Regions from separate parts of the Drosophila melanogaster genome. Here region 1 is linked to region 2. Evidence: chromatin contacts called from public Hi-C data. All regions are on one chromosome and are shown on one strand. The core of a region is the stretch at or near the end of the contact, and the rest is flanking DNA. Distances in the headings are between cores, read along the strand shown.

Evidence for each region. A called contact is a pair of places that touch in the nucleus more often than the background predicts.
Region 1: a Hi-C map of the Kc167 cell line shows a contact between it and region 2, with 1.5 times the contacts expected there. A contact is called at or near these places in 5 of 107 Hi-C or Micro-C datasets (the Clone 8 cell line, the Kc167 cell line, the ML-DmBG3-c2 cell line and 2 more).

The regions. Positions count from the first base shown.
Region 1 is chr3L:6,912,465-6,916,265 of dm6, forward strand. It overlaps Prat2 (Phosphoribosylamidotransferase 2), which reads right to left and starts at 2,412. Exons shown (of 3, transcript NM_079225.3): 1 at 2,177-2,412; 2 at 1,950-2,116; 3 at 1-1,063. The coding sequence starts at 2,225.
Region 2 is chr3L:6,718,093-6,721,797 of dm6, forward strand. ple (pale) reads right to left here and starts at 1,433. Exons shown (of 7, transcript NM_001300026.1): 1 at 913-1,433. The coding sequence starts at 981.

The DNA.
Region 1 (3,801 bases), core at 1,162-3,661, 200 kb after region 2:
CCTCGACATTTTGAGCCAGGGCACCAAACTTTTTGGCCACGCCCAACTGTCGCAATCTCGTCGAGGGTTGGATGAACGTGCGGCCCACATAGCGATTCTTGCAGAGAACTTCCCCGAATGGCAGTCCCGACTCCCTGGCATAACCATGGGCAGCTGCTGTGCCCGATTCCGGAACCGAGCTGACCAAATCCGCATCTAATGGCGATTCCCTGGCCAACTGGCGACCACATTGCAGGCGGGCTGAGTAAACCATCTGACCCTCGAACATGGAATCACTGCGGGCAAAGTAGACGTACTCAAAGATGCAGAATGCCATGCGCTTATAGTCCGGTCTTTCAACGATATCCACGGTTCTATAACCATTTCGTGACAGCTCGATGATCTCACCGGGCTCCACCTCGCGAACATATCTGGCTCCGATGGAGAGGAATCCGCAGCTTTCACTACTGACCACCCAACCCTCGGCCAGTTGGTCATTGATATTCGCATGTCCTGCATCAACGGGCACGATTTTTCCCAAGCACAGCGGTCTATTGCCATAGGAATCGCGGACAGCGTAGATCTTATCCTTGTGCATCACGACCAGGGAGTAGGAGAGTGGAGCCAGGGTCATGAAATGGCGAATTCTGGCCGGCCAATTGGGTCCATCGTGCTCCGACACATCCTCTGGTGCACAGCACAGGGATTGGGCAATAAGTTCACTGTCACTGTGCGTAGACAGGCCCACTCCTCGCTCCAGGACCTCCCTCCTCAGGGACTCGCAGTTCACTAGCTCACCATTGTGGGCAATGGCCAGTGCTCCATGGGCAGTGTGCACCACAAACGGCTGGCAGTTCACAACTTCCGAGGCTGCGGCCGTGGAATACCGGGTGTGTCCTATTCCCAGGTTACCCTTTAACTTCCTGATCGCCTCGTCATTGAACAGATTGTTGATCATGCCCATGCCCTTGTGTACGCTGAAATTCTTGGAGGACTTGCCCAAACTGGTCACTATTCCCGCCGACTCCTGGCCACGATGCTGCAGAGCCACCAGACCGAGGCAGATCATCTGTGCTATGTCCAGCTGAAAGCAGAAAAATCCCATTTAGTACTTTATTTTCCTTATTTTTTTTACAATATAATAATAAACGTGAATATTGAATAATAAAGACCAGGGGGTGCTGTGCATCGATATGGCGTATCATTTTCCAAACTCAGTATTAAGAATTGTTATTTTAAGCTTAGTTATTCAGCATTTTCTTGAATCAAATCACATCAGATCAAAGCAACTTAATACTTTTTTTTCTGCATACCTAGCCCAACATATAAGATAGTTTAGTAATGCTAATTCCAATCAGTTGACTAGCAAAACAGATAACTGTATGCCGATTTCCGACCGTGAATACACCAGTACTTTCTGTTATTTTCCATTTCATTACAGTCGAGCAATAAAAACATGAACAACAGAGATTACAACCGCACGGCAAACCAAATCCATGCGATTCAGTTCGATCTCACTGACGTCACCGCAGCCACTGGGCATTGGCCACAGATAGATGGACATCGTTAGAAGATCAGCAGGGGGTGTATCTGAACGGGGCTAACCATTGACCCACTAACCATTGATTGGCATACGTCTGACGTACTACATGGTCGTCCATAGGATCTTGCTAAACGGGTGATGATGGGCTTGTGACAGCCCCAATGACTTCGAGATATTGATATAGTTATGATCGGCATTTCATGGTGGCTATCTACTATGTCCTAGTAATATTTATTATATATTAACAATTGATTGTAATCTGCTACACATATTTTTCCGGAATTTTCCAAGTATTATATTTAAGTTTAATTTTGCTTTAAACATTTTTTCTTAAACCCAAATTTTTACCTTTGTGTTTTTCTATACTATATGTCCTATCTGTCCTATATTACATATTACATTAAAAAAAAAAATATTTTGTTCTTACTTGTGTTGGGTAATCCCCGCAAGCGATGGCTGCAAAAACACCGCATTCGCAGGTCATTCCGGTGGCATCCTCTCCTTTGGGTTGAACAGACTTGTAGATTTTGTCGGGAAACATTTTGGGAGATACGCCGCTCAAGATCACATCCTTTGTCTTCTGGCAGCACTCATCTGTTGCAGATTGCAGATTTAACTGTGCACAATCACTATTAAATATTTATGAATTCTTACCTTTATTAAGCTTGGCACAGCAATTTCCAGAATCACTTTGCGCCATCATATGCTTGGATTTTAGTAACTTCTATTTCTACGTATGTTTTGAGTATCGATTTTCTTGGTTGAGAATTGGTATTGACTACGATTGAGACACTGTACACTTTGCACGAGATCGCTGGCTAAGTCGAACACTCGGTCACTACTGGAATTGTTCACGTCTGCATTGATTGAATGCCAGCGGAATTATGAATGTTCATGTTACAGCCGCGCCTAATTAAACCTCCGATCATCGTACATATATGGCTGGTAGCTGATATACTCGTCGTGGTTATCAGTTGAGCTGGGAATGCAATCTCGGCGGGCGGAGCGGGATCGGGAAGATTCCGGTGGTTCCACAACCGCATCGAGAAACGCATGTCGGGCACAAAATTTGATACCGCCGCCGATTTATGCCAGTTATACCAAAAATAAACACTGTGATTCCTTTCTCACGTTTTGGCTTTGATCAACATCATTCCGATTCAATGACCGCATTATGTCTGTCTAGTCTTCAAAATCACGCATCTCACTTTGGCATTGATCTCAAATCAGCAAATCATATGCGCCTTTTTAAACGAGTCCGACATCGATTTCCTTATCAGCTCGATGCGCTAGCACATGCATTTCAAGTTCAAAGTTTAATAATTTATATTTAAGGGCCCCCCTTGGAGACAGAGTCAGCGAAAAATCTTCTTGTCTTGCCTAAGCTTTTACATAATCCATCCAACTTTCATGTTGACACTTTGTTGCTTATCGGGAAAATGCGTTCAATGACGCATTTTAGAAGTGTTTTCCATTTCGGCGTAAACAATAACAGATTAAATTATGTTTTCCTTTTGCAGCTTAAATGGGCTGTGCTATCGCGAATGTACGCTAAATTCCAAGCCCCCCAGTAGAGCACAATCGGCGAGGGTTGATCGATCCGCTCTCGATCGCACGATTAAATGAGGGATCGTAAACAATAAACAAATTCAACTTCAGTCGCCAACTAATCACTTGTGCTAATTATAGCCACCAGTTGATATATATTACATGCAGGCCACTTGTTTATAGGCTAGAAAACCCAAAGCCATGTGATCGCTGATCAACTGATTTTCAATTTAATTATTATTTTTTTTTTAGCACTAATTTAGCTTCCGATTGGGATTCGCACCTCATCTGATGCAATCGAAGCGACCGCAGGCATAAGCCTGCTGTGGTTAAGTCGTGTTGTCTACCTGTTAAAGTGGGTCTCTCGCCCTCCCCAACAAAACCGATTCACTTCGAATAGGTGCTAAGCAGAACTGAGGGGTCCAGACAAAACACCGCCGTATTTATGAACGTGTTGTATAAGGTCGGCGAGAACGGGACATTTTTAATCGCTAGAATAAGTTGTTTAAATAAACAAAAAATATAATAGAGTTGTGTTGAATTAAAAATTCAAAAATTTATTTGAAATAACTATTCCAATATCTGGATAAGCTACTTTGAATGAAAGTACTATCGCTTTGTGTTTGAATAATTTGTCTATTTACTATAATCATTATACTCCAAATTGGCAAATAGTAAATAAAAGAGTATGCCATTCTTCCAACCAACAATTATTGCCACTTTCCTAATCA
Region 2 (3,705 bases), core at 183-2,682:
TTGACCTTCAAGCCAGGGTGGCTTTCTTCGGCTCCACGCTTGGGTGGTGACTTTGAGCAGAGTATTGCGCAATTTTGAAAATATTATATAAAATGGTGTGTGAAAGCGCCGTCTTCAGATCTTTTTCTTTGAATAAAGCTGGCTATTCATGGAACTGTATTGATTGTGATTCAAAGCCACGAATGGTAATTTAATGCGATGTCGCCGCTTCGAAGCGGGCAGGTGCGAAGATAAATGATATGTGACTGAGAAATCGAAAATCCCCATGCGATTCTGGCGGGAAAAAAATGCAACTGGCGATCGTTAAAGGTTTTTTTTCTTTCTTTTTCTTGATGGGGGGAAAAAGGTTTCCATCACTTGCAGTTTTCACTGTCAGCTCGTTTTTTTTTTTTTTTGTTTGTTTGTTTTCTTCAGTTTTTTTTTTTGGGCCACCGCTTTGGCTGATGAAAGATGACCAACTCATTGAATCATTTATATTGATTTCATATTTTTTGTTTTGCTCGGACGCAGCATAAACATAAACAGAGACGAGTCAACAACAATGAGGCGCGACTGTTTCGGCCAGGCTAAGTGCATGGGGCCCAAAGGCAGCCACTTTCACTTATTTGTTAAATAATAACTTAACACACAACCCGTTGTGTCCGTTGGCGATTTGGGCCTTTCGATTTGGGCCGCCTGTTCTTAGAGGTGTGACTTAATGGCCAACCGAGGATTGAGTTTGGTCAAATTGAATTGGCGAAAAAGAAATGCGGGATCACAAAAATGGGCTCGACTACTGGCCGGTTAACTGGTTTTTTTTTGAAAACACAAAACCTTTAGATAGTCACGTAGACCAAATCTAGTCACTCATTTGCTTCTTTTTTTTTACAATTCGATTTGGAAATTGTATGTTTTGCTGGATTTTCGACTCACCTCAATACTGTAGGATTTCTTGATGGCGAACATCTCGCGGTTCTTTTGGGCTGCTGCAACGGCCATCATTTTTTTTTGTGTGTTTGGGTTGTTTTCGTTTGGGGTGAACAACAAAAATTTACGCAAAGTGTTGGCAAAAACACTTAGAATACTATTTGCTTATGTGCTTGGTTACGCTTTTCTTGTTTGATTTGCAATAAGCACTCGAAATGTGTTGACACTTTCACTGCTTATTGGCGATCTGGCTGGGTGGTTTTGTTTTTCAAGAAAATCGCTCCTGGTACTGAACTGTTTGCGTCTAGAATTGAGCTGGACAAGAACTCTCGACTCTCGAATTCACGGCGGGATATATAGATGGTTGATCGGTTGAACTTTAGCTGGATCCTTTCGCGAACTCGAAACTGATGTGGTGATGTGTATTATCCTTGTCAGCTAAATTGTATTACAACAAACAGAGTCAGCAAACTACTTGAGGCTGGGCACAAGTCTTTAGGGCGAATGATAGCGAATCAATGCATGCTTCATGTCGAGTTGCCGCCGCTTAAATACCCCCAGATTCCGATTCCGACGGCCAAGTTAACGAACGTTTCGGCCGATTGCCGACGATTGTTTGCTTCACCAAACGACGATGACTGGTTTTCGCATGACGCGACTGTGACGTAGTTGCCCAGCTGTAGCTGGGTTAAAGCCAAGATGCCGATGCCGTGGGGTTTCCTCTCACCAGCCAGCTAACCAGCTAGCCAGCCAGCTGAGTGGGTCGAGAATCGCGGGGCCTGACTCGACTCAACTTGGTCGACCAAGTTCAAGTGCGGCAACAGGCTAGAACGTCGCATTGGCCATGTTTTTGTTGCTCTTGTAGCTTGGCTAAAAAGCGGGGTTAACCATTAGCGCGTGCGCGTCAATCGGAATGGTGGTAGAATACCCCAAAAGTATTCAGTCAGTCGAACGGGAGTCATTTGAAAAGCCTCAACAGGTCATACAGAAAAAACCAAAACAAATCCAAACAAAGCGAAGCTAGTCCATGCCAAATGTTAAGCATACGCCGTGTGTGCACAGAGCAAAATAATGAAAATATATGACATTCTTACTCTGTAAGTTGTTTTAGGGAAATGTTTTTAACCACTAGAATTATTTTAAAGAAGTAGGTTAAAATTATTAAGAATGTTTTAGACAATAAAAGCACCTTACGTTTATGATACGTTCCATTTTTCTAGGTGTAACAACAGTCGAAGATCTCGTTCAGTTTTAGAACCCAGCAATTCGCATTAGATCCTGAATGACTCAATCGAATCGCGTCAGAACTAGAGCGGATGCTGAAGCGGATCGTATAGGGACCAAGTGAAAGTGAGCTGGAAAACAAAGTAATGGTAAACAGGAAGTACGGATCACATGGCTGCGTGCGTGCCCGAGATGTAAGTAGGTGGCACCCAGCCATATCGATTAAATTTTAAAAGCACATTTAACAACTAATTTGCATGCGTAAATGTAGCACATTAAACTAAGCCCGGGCGATAAGTACAGGCACATTACAATATCTATGGCATAATTGAAAGCCCCGTCAAAACATCTGGCGATTGGGATTTGCATATGGCAGCTGACGGATTACGAGACCGACCATATAGCAATCTATATAAATAATTATATATATATTCCTGTCCTGTAAGCTGATAACGTTGGCAAGGCTGCCGCCGCTTCTCAAATTGGACTCGGGCCGCCAATTCGAATGACATTTTCAGTGGCAGTGGCAGTGGCAGCATTATTTTCAATCGTGTTAGCTTTTAACCAAATTCAGTTAGCGGCGATGTCGAGATCGAAGCAAATTTGCCATTGATCTACATATGTGCACTTGTACTTGCCAACAATCCGGTCATCCTTGCAGCCTGCATCTAGCAACTAACTAACTAACTAATGCCGATGTTAATGCGGACCGTTCAAATTAGTAGATCGAATCGTTTGATTGAGCTAACGAGCCCGATAATGAGCTAACACATCACATATACGTCTATTTGCTTCGATCCGCATTAAGTTATTAAGGCATCTGGAGTAGCAAAAACATAATTATCGATCTGATAGATCCATTATACAAATTGGATCGATAGAGTGGGATTGGTGAGTTAATAAGTTTGTGGGAGCTAGGAAATACATTTGACAACATCGAAAAGCTTTTTACTTAGAATATCGAGGGTAATAATTAATAAATAGCACTTACTGGAAATAACTTAAATTATTTAAAAAATATAATACTATCCAACTAGCAGTAAACTGCGTACTATATTACCCATTAGTCACTGGCAAAAAAAGTTCCCACATTAGCCTTAATACCACATTCACATTCGGCTAAACATTTACTTCCGATTTTCGAGCAATATTTTAGGAAGCCAATCAAATAATAATTTCAGCTAAATGTTGTTATAGTTTAAGTGCCTACAGATTAAAGCCAGCATATATATATATATATATTTATATCTCGACCTCTCACATGTTCAAATACCTTCACGGCTGGGTCAAAACTTTTCTTCCGACTTAAGATTTCTACTATTGTTCTGTGAGCCGGGCTGCATGATTAAGGCACAGCCTCTATTTTCGCTGTTTAATTCTCTTACTTGTTGTATTAAAATATTTAAATATAATTGTGCACGCCGCATACAAGCGTATTCTAAAGGTATTAGATATGAGACGGCGAACAATATGCAAAACGAATATACATACGAGCACACGCCCAAGGTTCCAGAAGTCACAAAATTGTTTCAGATACACGGAGTCTGAGCTTCAAGTCGTGATTCATGGAGGCGG